Linked DNA regions of Anas platyrhynchos: region 2 is linked to region 1. The links are chromatin contacts, called in public Hi-C maps. All regions are on one chromosome and are shown on one strand. The core of a region is the stretch at or near the end of the contact, and the rest is flanking DNA. Distances in the headings are between cores, read along the strand shown. Region 1 overlaps NCKAP5 (NCK associated protein 5). Region 2 overlaps NCKAP5 (NCK associated protein 5).

Evidence for each region. A called contact is a pair of places that touch in the nucleus more often than the background predicts.
Region 2: a Hi-C map of skeletal muscle shows a contact between it and region 1, with 2.5 times the contacts expected there. The contact joins two enhancer-like sites. A contact is called at or near these places in 2 of 8 Hi-C or Micro-C datasets (skeletal muscle and subcutaneous adipose tissue).

What each region holds. Positions count from the first base shown.
Region 1 is chr7:10,453,329-10,459,053 of IASCAAS_PekinDuck_T2T, forward strand. It overlaps NCKAP5 (NCK associated protein 5), which reads right to left. Exons shown (of 22, transcript XM_072040698.1): 6 at 4,977-5,040. Among named protein-coding and RNA genes, the nearest start is that of LYPD1, 210 kb to the left of the region's middle. Within about 2 kb of position 2,198, at least 1 of the 8 cell types and tissues checked has an H3K27ac peak or open chromatin away from gene starts, as enhancers often do.
Region 2 is chr7:10,604,674-10,611,218 of IASCAAS_PekinDuck_T2T, forward strand. The region is part of intron 3 of NCKAP5 (NCK associated protein 5); the gene reads right to left. Among named protein-coding and RNA genes, the nearest start is that of NCKAP5, 73 kb to the right of the region's middle. Within about 2 kb of position 2,213, at least 1 of the 8 cell types and tissues checked has an H3K27ac peak or open chromatin away from gene starts, as enhancers often do.

The DNA.
Region 1 (5,725 bases), core at 948-3,447:
CTCTTTATTTTAAAACTTGCAGTCTCTAGTATTTTATAGCAAAAACTGTTTGTAAAGCAAGAATTGTGCTGATCGCATCAGAACTCATTAATATAACTTGTTTTTCCATTATTAGCACCATCTGAGCCTGTTGAAAGCCTTAACCAGGGCTTTAATTTTTCCACAGAGAGCTTTAAATTAATTAGTGGTTTACATGCTAACAAAGAATCTGATACATTCATAAATCAATCTAATGCAGAAGGATTACCAGAGGGTGGAAACCTATTCAGTGGGGACCTCACATTCAGTTAACATGGTGGTTTTTAACAAAAGGGTGCAGGTGTGGAATAGACAGACACCGGGAAGAGCCCACGATAATCACTTTGCATCACTTAAATACGCAGCGGGACACATGGTAAATCAGAGCCTAGGGCCCACCCTAAGTGAAAGCCATGTACACATAAAAGGCGCCATCATCCCACTTTAACCTTCACAGCTAAATTGCCAAAGTGGCACAATTTCTTTTGTGCAGGTTACAGGCCACTGAACTAATGGAAAATAGAGTAGATTTAAAGTACTTGGATGCAGAAGTACAAACTAATGAAGCAACCCTGTAACATGTATGAATATAAAAGGATCGAATAAATAAAATCTTGAACTTTTTCTAGGTAATTATCAACTGAAGTTATTAAAACATGATGTAATTCTGTGTATGTTTGGTTCACTCAAGGTATTTAATCTAGATGTCTGCTAACACAACACTTAATCTATCACAAAGACTCTGCTATGTAACTATGGAATCATTTTTCTTGTATTTTTCCTAACCCAGCATTGTTCACTGTTAATAAAATCTCACAAAAATGAACACTTTTCCTGGTATTGTTCTGTGTCCTAAAGATCCAAAGTCAGGCACTTAAGGTTTGGTAAAAACATGTGGATTTAATGAGTCAAAAATAAATAAATAAAAGAGGACTGACTAAAACAGTTTCTAGCTTTTATGATCTTTTGAAATAAACACTTCATCTGTATGGAAAGCTGATAATTTTAATAAAGGAGACACCTGCACAGTCTCCATCAAATTCATACGCACTGTACACACATGAAGTGATCGTATTCTTTTCCTTTACAGAAAGGTAAAATATCTTTGATGAGTCAGAAGTAACATGACTAAGAACATTTCTAAAATGCACATTAAAGAACTGAAGGCCAAAAGCAAAAGAGCCTCACCACAGCTAGGCTCACTGCTGCTGGTGCTTCCAGTAGCTTGACTGGCAGCAGAGCAGATGTGCCTTCTGGTAATGACTAATCATTAATATTTACTGATGAGAAACTTGAGCAAATGTCAGGTATTCACAGCCTAAATTTATTTGGTTCTCCTAATTCAAACAATTTATAAATGCACGTTCATGCAATCTTATGTATGAGGTATCAATTTCTATACAGCCATACGGAAAAAATGGGATCTTAGAGTCAGCTCATATTTTTGGTGATGAACACTAGTCTTGAAGTGCAATACCTTCATTTGTTCTCTTCTTTAGAGTATCTTCTGGTACATATCTACTTCCAATAATCCAGTCATGAAAAATACATGTCTGGGACATTGGAAAAAATACATTTCTACAGGGACTGTTGTGGAGCTGACACACTGGTATCGCACACAGTACAGCATGCCTGATCTTTTAGCCTTAGCTTTTAAAAAAGGTCTCCTCATAAAAACCACATTCCCTCATCACTCACCGTGTTATTTACACAGATGCACAAATCCCTTTTTGAGCAAAGATATCACAGCTTAACTAGTTTCTACAGCACATGCTTAGTGTTGATTGTTTGATGTTGTTCCTGTGTCCGAGCAGGCCTCGCCGCAGCAGTCCCTGCCTCAGCTTCCAGGGACCACATGCGAAATGCAGAGACCGCAAATACTGACGGGCCCCCGTGCAGGGAAGCGAATTATAAATAGCATATTCTTCACATGATTTCTGCAGAGAAGGCAATAGTGAAGTCTACGCACAACTTTCTCACACTGCGATCAAACAGACACCGAACGGAGAGCAGGCAGGGCAGGCCGAACCCCGTCCTGCAGCCACGCGGTGCCGGGGACAAACACCTCTGGCCCTCTGACTCTGCTTGTCCTAGAAGTGGCCGTGGGTTGGTGTAATGCCACCACCTCTTACACTCATGACCCATCTGTATTGCAAAACCCCAATAAAATGTAAATTCTTTGAAGGAAGGAAGGAGCACTGGCACGGTACTAAATGAGGTGCCCCCCTGCAGAAGGCTGGGTGATGTTTCGTGCGGTTTGCAGATGCAGGAGAGGCGGCACGGCTCCTCCTGCAGGCTGCTTTCCACCCACCCCACACCGTGTACTCTCTGCAAGACAGCACAGTGCTAATAGCAGCAACTGCTGTCACCCCTGCCCTTCCCAAATGAAGGTGTTAGCTCATCAAAAGGCCAAAGCCAAAGGCTTGCTCTGCCCAAAATCCCCCTCCAAAATTTCTCTGTGCATCTTTCCTAACAATGTGCCCTGAGACCGGCCTGCGGTGTGGGCTCCGTGCTCGACGGCCCAGGAATGCAGCCTACCGGAATTACTTGGTCCACGGCCTCCCCTGCATTCAGATACTCCATCTCCCGGACCCATACCGCTTCCACACTGCTCGCTCACAGCTGAGTTCATTAATGTTAATTAATGACTGCTGTGTTTCGTATTAAAATTACCGGTTTTGAGCTCTGAGACACAGGCAAGTTTCCATACATCAGCTGCTTCAAAGCAATTGTCTCTCCAGGCGCACTCTGCCTCAGCAGTAGTTGCAGGATAATTGTGGAAATGACCCCTCGGGAAAGAGCAGGAAAACAGTCTGATATTTACCTTGGGGAGAGGCTGCACCCCTGGGGAGCTACCTGTCAGCTTGTAACGGGCTACAGCACTCAGCCTCGCAACCAATTATCCAAAAATCACACTCTGCTTAGCAGTGCCGTGTGAGGAATCTCACAAGCCTGCAGGAAAAGGCACCCGGCGTTCCTGACCCCCAGGAGATGAAACCACCAGGTGGGTGCGACACCAAGGCCAGAAGCCCAAGCCTGGGGCTTTTTCAGAGGCCCCACTGCTTCCCTGCCCTGCTGCAGCCCTCTCCCAAAGGCATGTTATCATCTCCAAGCTGCTGAGAGCTGCTGGGACAGAGGAAGCTCGATTCCCATTATTCTGTGCTGTTCCTTGAGTCCAAAAAGTATGTAAGCAAAGTTACTGAACAGTAAATAAAAGGAATTGTAATGGTCTTTGAATCCGAGTGTCATTTATCAGGCAGAGAGGTCTTGCAGCAGTTCACTTGTTATGACAACTCTTCTTCCACTATAAATTACTTCAGGAGAGTGACAACCTACAAATTATAGGTTTTCTACTAAAAATAGGGGGTCTCTGGAATTGCATATACCAAAAGCATTACCAGGTCTAGAAGGTTAATCACTGTTGCTTATTTCATGAAGTCTTGAATTATCCCGCTAAGTGTATTTTACATGCAATATATTATATTAGTTCTATGCCTCCCAGGGAAAACTGGTTTAAAAAAAAAATTAAAGGAAACACTTCAAATACAGTAAACAGCTCTTTTCAGATTTTGAAAATTGTTTACGCTGGAAACTAAAATGCAATTCTAAACCCCATGCCTGATCTTTGCCATCCTTCCTGAGGCAAAATCCCCTCTGAAGTCAGCAGGAGTTACATCGTGGTTATCGGCTGCTGGATTACAGCTCAACGTGACAGAAGTTTGCTTCTCAGTTCCTAGAGAACTTCTGCCCCAACACGCACCCCATAACCAAGTGCCCCATCGCCTGACTGCTGAACTCTCAAAACTTTCTGGTGGCCAAATCAGCCCCAGCACAGACCCAAGGGTCTTGGGGTAATGCTTGCACCATGCCTGGCACACAGCAGGATTTGGTGCAAATCCCACTGCCCTCCTTCCCCTCACTACGAGCCATGAAGATTGCCAAGGCTCCTGTCAGCCACCCTTCCTCTGTTACGGAGCTGCACGTGGCTATCATATGGCTCATGGCAGGTTTCTCCTACCTCTCACCCACATCCCTCCAAACCTTCTTGCATTGCATTGATCACTAATAATGATTCATAAAATGCACTCACCAGAGGCAGCTGGGATTTTAAGGATCTGGAAGCACACAGCTAACTGAGTGTACAGCTCCTACACAGCTTCTCTCCACCAGGTTAAACAAGCTTTGCCCCAGATTATTTCACAGCCATCTATGAGACCCACTCAGATCAACAGCAGCTTCCTAAGTGTGTCTGAGGGAGTGGATCTGGGTTTGGGACTTTTCTGCTTTGTTATCCCATGGAAGCCTACAACATTTTATCCAAAGACAGGGACAAACAAACTTCTTAACAGATGGGAAGAGTTCCTCAGATATTAAATAATTAAGCACATTCTGCACATGTTGGCTCCGAAAGAAAATTGTTTTGAAGAGATAAGGCACTCTGTTAATTGAGAGCTCTGGTTAACCAAAAATCACTCATTTCAACTTTTGCTCACAAGCCTAATCTCAAACTGCTATGAGAAAAATGAAGATATAAAGAACATTACATGATTTACAAATTGATTGGATTGACTTTGTTTTTAATTAAAGCTTCCATGCTTGCACTCTTCCATCTTTCTGCAGCTGGCCAAGATTTAAGGCCAACTAAAGGCAACTAAATCTACTACATTTTGATCTGAAATTGCCCTTCTGTGCTCATGGTCTTGCTTGCCTCTCTTCCCATTCCAGTGAGCACCATCAGCAGGGAAAAGGAAACAGCTTTTCACTACCGCAACTTTCCCCAGAAGCCAAGACAGAGCATTGAGCTTCCTCAGAGGTATGAATGCATGGTTGGCACCCATCGTTACATCCATGACAGCTTTAACACTTGGGTGTTCATCTTCAGCAAGACGAAATGGACCTAAGGCCTGGACAGAAGCAGTACAGTAAGAACCGCAAAGCAGAGGGGTGCCGCAGCTTACCATGGTTCCTTCACTCTTACTTTGTGCAACTTCTCGCTGCAGCCGAGCCACAGACAGCTTCTCCCTACGGAAAGAAAAGCGTGTGAATAGCATTTCATTTCTCACTGCTGGAGAGGACGCGCCACATCCACGTCACGGCGGCGTTCCTGCACGCCGCTCGGGTAACCCTCCTGGCAGAGCGCTGCCATATTTCTGTGAGGTATTTAACGGCTGTGTTATTGTTTCATTTTGCGGCAGTCTGACAGAACTGGCAATAAATCAACAGAATCTCAACATCATTTGCTCCGTTCAAACACCAGAACAGCTCATCACGCTGCTGGTACAGAAGCAGACCGTGCAAATCAGGCCGCGTGATTTGTTTTCCTGCGGCCCTGCACATCAGCCTCTGCTGCACTGCATTACCACAAGCTAGAAGACTGTTAAATTATCAGTAAATGTATGCATAAAATTAAAATAAATATGCTCCATTTCTAAACATAGTGTAGATATTTTGCAATTTTATTCTTTCTATTAAGCTTTTTTTTTTTTTGTACAAGGCCTTTACCCAAATCTTTGTCTTGACTCATATAGCAATTCACGTGCTTAATTAAGAATTTGGCAATCACAACACAGGTTCTCCTGAAAAGTTGTAAGAAAGGACTGGAATTACACTTTTAGTATGTGCAGAAAGGGAGATGTTTTCAGTGTATGGACTGGGAGAATGTAGCACGTACCAAGTCTGTGAACTACAGAATACTGTGGCATGGGAG
Region 2 (6,545 bases), core at 963-3,462, 150 kb after region 1:
AAACAAGGAGGATACAGTGTTCTTCATAAATCCCGCAAACAAAGTACCTCTGTTTCTAGAGCAGTTTTAAATCCCTAGACAAATGCTTTTGTGCACTGCAAAGATTATTATTCAGTCTAGTAAAACTCAGGAATTGTAAGTAAAAGATCAGCTTTAAAAACTGATAAAAACCCAGAGCCCGATAGGTGCATGACAAGATCTCCCAGCTGGTGTTATGCCCAGCATTCACTGCAGAGATGCTGTTTCCACACTGGCAACACAGCAGCATAACACAGCGTATCCCATGTATCTGTGAATCTGCATTAATTGAGGTAGCATGCCCAGATATCCACGCTGACTCAGAGTACTTTTTGTAGCAAAAAATACAATGAGGGTCTTAACAGGAGAAGATATGCCCAAGCTCAACATGAGGCAGTTTCGCTGACTAGAAATCAAGACAACAGTTTTATGTTTTAGCAGGATTTGGAGGGCAGGCAGGGGAACAGCACAACATTTTTTGACTTTTGACTAAGCAAGCCACAATCCAAGCCTCAAGCCTTTACCCTGTTCCTCTTCTCTAACCTCTTTAGGCAGAGGTTTTCTTGGAAAACACGACACACTGATCTCCTCGTGCAGTAAGGGAGAGCTAAGCAAGGCAGAGCGCTGCAGGCTGAGGCCGTGGGACAGATGCAGCTGCACAGAACTGGGGGATGCTCAGAGGCTGTCGTGGGGATCTTTGTGGATTCACCAGCAACTCACATCTGTGCCAATCAAAGAAATAAGGAGAAAGTTATATGGAATCCAAGCACCAAGGAAGGATAGTTAAGCACAACACACGTGCATGATGTTTCACCTCTAGACAGAAACATCATTTGTTCTGACCTCGTTTGAGATGTTAAAAGATGTGTAAGAACACCATTACGCATGGATGGCATGAGCTCCCATCTCAGGGTGGGAACAAAACAGAAGAGATTATTTAGATCAAGAATTGAGTAAGCTTCATTTTGTAGGAAGGCGAAATGAAAGCATACACCCATCCCCACACCCCCACTGTCCCCAAAAAGCAAAGCCAAGGCATTACAGTGGTCCTGCTAGGGACATCTATAGGGTTCTATTTGAAAAGTTCTCTAGAAACTTTCTCCTACTAGGAAGTTTCTCCTCAAATTGTTTTTCTTAGCCACTCATTTCCTCTGCACTTGGCAACTGGAATACAGAGGCAAACACACTGCCAAACAGATCTCAGCATTCACCCCTCATTCCCCAATTTATATTCATTAAAGCTAGTCTGCTTTTTACATGTATTTCCGAAGGAATGGTTAAGAGCAGGAGGAAAACAGAAATGCGTAACCAAAGCAAGTATCACACACCCATTTTAACACATTTCCGTCACGTATTTTTGTTCCAGAAGAACATACATAGCCTGCTCAGCCTGAAACACAAAACCCCAAAGTTACAAACTGTGAAGATGGCCACTGTTAACAAATTGCAGATGCATGAGACCTATCCAGAAAGACCTCACAAATCAGCAGTGAGGGAGAAGAGAGAGCAAATCATGCAGAAACTATTTAATCAATGAGTAAAGACAATTATAACATCTGTTAATCTTTTGTGTAGGTTATAATTAGATGCTGCGGAGGAGTAGCCTTTAAGGGGGGAGGCAGGGAATCCTTTAACATCTGCTAGAAGGGCAAACACTGTGCAATAAATGACTTTAAATGCAATCAGCAAAATGAGAGCTGTGCAGAGTTCACAAAAGGCCTGTATAAAAGATTGAGGATAACAAAATATTTTGCCAAAGGTCAACTCCTGCAGCACAAGAGCCTGAATAATGACAGCTAGTTTAGAGGCCACATCAAAAACAAACGTGATTGTACCTCTGAAAAACAATTCTTTTCTCATTTGTGTCATTATAGCAAAAGCACATGCTGCTGCTGTATATCACGTCAGCTTAATGACTTATTAGAGCTGTATCTATCAACCTTGAACAGTTGCGAATAAACAGGTAGCTACGATGCATTTCAAGGATCAGAATTCAGTCTAATTAGACTGACACGGAACTGTGGTGTGCTGCAAAAATGATGTGATTCTTATTTTAAATAATTAATCATTCCGTAGCTTCTAAAAAATCTAATTATTTACTCATTTTGCCCTTGAAAACAACCATATGCTTTAAGCTGCTACTCACTGAAAATGCGAGCCCAAGAGGGAGTTACTTTATCCAGTTTAACGTGGCCCTCTACTGGCAAAATAGCCCCCAAAATCTTACCACTATGAACCATTTTGTCAGATCCAGGGAGCTAAGCAGCTGAAAAGATCCTACATTTTACAGCAGAGTTACCCCATATTTTAGAAAACAGCAACGTGGAGCAGAGCTTTAGGAATGTGTAGAAATTGAGCCATTGTTAATCTCCTCTCGAGTTCCCCACTACTCCTTTTACCCAGCAGATGCAGCTCTGGCCATCCACCCGAGCACTGGAGAGAAAAGCCAAGCGCTCATGTCTGGTGGGGTAAGTCATTTCAGAAGCAAAAGCCATCCTCTTACTCGTGTGTCAAGTTGTGCTGTATTCCTCAAGGAGCGCTGCTGATTCCAAAGTGGATCAAATCACACGTGTGAGCTCAGTTTGCACGATTAGCTAATACTTAGTGCTGGGGAAGTAAGCATGATACAACCCAGCTGCAACAAGAAGAATAGCTCTCAAAAAACAAATGATAACCACCACCAAAAAGCAAATTCAGTGCACAAGGAGTCCTGCTTCTTTTTTTTTCCCCCACCATTACTGACAACCCGCAGTGGTGATTCAACACAGCTTCAATCAAAGTGAAGCAGACAATGCAATTCGCCTCTGTTGTTGCATGCAGTAATTAACTCTTCCTGTTTGCATTATGCCTGAGCAACAACGAAACAAAAGGATACGGTAAACTGTTGAATTTAACAATTTAGATAACAATGAATTATAATAATCAATTAGCACTGTCAAAGACCAGAATTTATGGCATATTTGGTTCTGCACAGACCTATTGTGTGCACTATCCAAGGCTAGTTTGGCTCAGGAAAACAAATAGCGGCGTCTTGTGGGCAGCTTATCAACCCCGCGGTTTCCCGGTAGCATTTGTTCTTGCTCTGTGTCAATACCAGTAGTCCATTTTTCAGCAACATAATTTTTATCCACTGTTTTATAATCCAAGCTACTGCTCAGGGCCTGCATCATTCACAGCCCAGTGTTACTGCCAGCTTCCCGAACCCGCTGCTGCAGCACTGACCCCATCCCTGGGACTCACCCCATCCAACTCCGCATGCCAGGCTAGGGAATCATACACAATTTCTAAGTATTTTTCAGCTATCTAACTTTCCATCCCCAAAACACTGTGACTAATGTATGCAACCATCAGGGAACACTTAATGCACTTCAGGTTTCTGCACGGTATATGAGAGGGATCATCAGGCAGCACGGAACAGTACTGCAGGTGCTAACGGTTCGTGTTGTACTTACATTGTACATTTATCCTATTTTAGCAATAAAACTCTACTTTAGATGCTAAAACTTCCAAAGGTGTATATTAGCAGCTTTGGTAGGGATTTTTGGGAAGCATAACTCCATCCTGCCAGGAGCTGAACATGGCAGAGCACCTCCTGCTAAGCCCTGCCGCCAGCTGTGCTCCCCTTGGCACCTTTGTTCGGTGGCTTTTATCCCAGCCTCAGTCCCACTTGTCGGCTGATGACAGGCTGGAGCCTGCACTCATTCCACTTCTTTTCAGACAGCCAGAAAGCCCGAAGAATTGCCATTCTGCTGGCAATTGTCCCCTTTAATGCCATCCCACAATGTTATCAGATAATATGCGGTGTCCTTGGGCTTATTTCTCAGACCTGTGGCCTCTACCCAGGGAAAATCCAACCAGGGGATCGCTCGACTGAAAACCGAGCTTGCTCTGTAGCCTAATTTGCGACATTGAAATATAGGAAAGAAAATGTAAATGTGAGAAGGGAAATGTAAGAAAGAAAAATGAAAATCAAATGGCCTCAAGCTCATCAGGTTTCGAGAGTCTGCTCCTGCTCTTAAAGCAATTATCTGAAAATTTGCTCTTGACTCAAGTGGAAGGGGAATTGGACCCTACCACAGGGCATTTAATGGGGCAAGATTTCTACTTGTTTAAATCTAAGCCTCAAAACACTAGTATGCAACTCACACTATGCGCAAGAATAAGAGCAGAAAAGTCCATGAAATTTTCTTAAAACAGGAGTGACATCCACATTTGTAAGAGCAGGACTTGCACATAAAATGAAATTAGGTGGGAAAGCTAAGTGGGCCCTGATTATTATTTTTTTTTTTAATCTCAGTTTTTGTTCTGAAGGTCTTGTGGGCATTTGCCACCACGATGCATGAGCTTTGCAAACATGAATACACTTATCAGCTCACAGCAGTAGATCATCATTACTGACCACAGGCTGACAGAGGGAAGGAAAGACTGGCCACAGGAGTCAGTGTGGTAGGGCTCAAAGCACCTTGCCTTCAGCCCATTCCCTCTCCCCAGCGAAAGGCTCTATCACAATGCCCTGTTCTCCACTTCCAAATTCAGTGGCAGCTTCTACAAAAAGGTCTTTTAAAGGAAAAACTCTTTTAAAGAACATATAAACTTTTTTATTTATACTATTTCTGAAGGAAGAGGATGAATGCACAGAACAAAACTCTATGCCCTCACTTAAGCCCCTATTTAAAGCCCCCCAAACCTTTGCCATTCTCATGGCATGGCATCAATGCAGAGCTAAATTTAGGGCTCTTTTTTTTTCTTCCAAGAGAATACACTTCAGTTCCAAAGACAGAACAACGGGTCCTAAGTTACACATCTTGACATGCCAAGCCACATTAAAACATCAAAAGAAAAGACAGACAGGTTTTGATCTGCTATAGAAACAAGGTCACTTGAGAGAGGCATCTGCAGTTGCAGCCACCCAAGCCTGGGAGTGAAGCCCCAGTAATCTGTTGCTGTGTGTGACTGAGAGGCCTTGTAAACAAAGTCAGTGGCAGGAGAGGCAAAAATAAAATAAAATAAAATAAAACATTAGTGCTAATAATTAAGGAGGAATCCTCCTGTTTGATTGATTTGTGCTGGCTTAGCCTCATAATACTTGCCCTCTAGAATCATAGATTTCTGATTTCATTCTTTAGAAATGTGCTTTGTCTCCCCAAAGATCATTAAACAGAGGTAAACAGTAATAAAAGAGATCCTCATACACGGTCCTGTGATCAGGTTACTTTCTGGAAGAGCCACAGCAATTGAAATTGCAGTAATTTAGAACGGGCTCCTGTGAAGGGCTGAAATGAGAAGCAGGAGAGCTGTGGTCTGTTACCAGCTTTTGAAGAAGGTAAACTAAGTTTTAATAAATCACCGCTCTGGGTCAGTGTCCCCCTCTGTAAAATGGGAATAACAGCATGACAATCTCACCTGGTTGTCACGAAAATGAGTTAATTGGTGGCTATAAACACAGCTCAGTCCTCAAACAGCAGGCAGTGCAGAAAAAGTTTATTTCACAGCAGTTACCAAAGTAGTAGTGGTTTTGTCCTGATGTGTCAGGATTTGTTGGATTTCTAACATTAATACTCAAAACAAAGTAAAAATCACTGTTTCTCATATAATTGACAATTCATTTAATCCAAAAGGCGTCAGATTTCAAAGCAGGGTCCGACTCTCTTTTAAACTTAACTACCTCCAGAACTTGAACAAGGAAAAAGAGTAGAAATAGCCAAGTTTTACTTTAAATCTCTGCCTGCATAAGCAGCAAAACAGTTTTAAAAGAAAATATGTTAAAGACTACAAGGAAATTATATTAAAAATTCACACTAATTTTGAGTATTCAAATAAATGCCACAAACTGATAAAAGAACAATCTTTAAAAGACAGACTGCTTTTTGTTTGCTTAATGGCAATATGATATTTTAAGAACCTTAGAGTTTCATCAATTATATTAAGAGAGTCACTTCAGTGCAGCCTCATACAAACAAAAGCTAGATTCAAGTTTTCATTTGCCCTTTATCCTGTTACAGATACATGGCTGCAATTCCTAACTACATACTTGCTGCTCTTTTAATTAAACTACAAACAGCAATGCTGACAAATTCCTAGAGAAAATAAGCTTTACAGAGATGATAAAAACACTAAAACAGCAAAAGTCTTACTTGCAGCAGTTCAGTCAAAACATGCCAGCCCTGGAGAACTCAGAACCGTAAGAAGTCTTTGCAGTCCAGAAATTCTCTCGAGTTTATCCAGTGTTTATTTACCAAGCTTTAAAAGTCTGTGGTTAGAAGAACAGAGTTAGCTTTCTGCACCATCCACAGCACTACAGAAGTCCTCCAGTAACAGCAGACATGAAGTTTGCTGATAGTTGGGTTTTCTGCTGCTATGTAGTTGCTCAGTACTTGTAAATACAAGCTCTGTGGACAAAGTCCCAAATGACATCACAGGCAGCTGCTTATTGTTGAGTCTTTATTAACTGACTGTCAAAAAAAGAAAAGAGAAGAGGAAAGAAAAGCACAAACTATCTTCCCTGCAGCACAATTTGCATCTTAGTA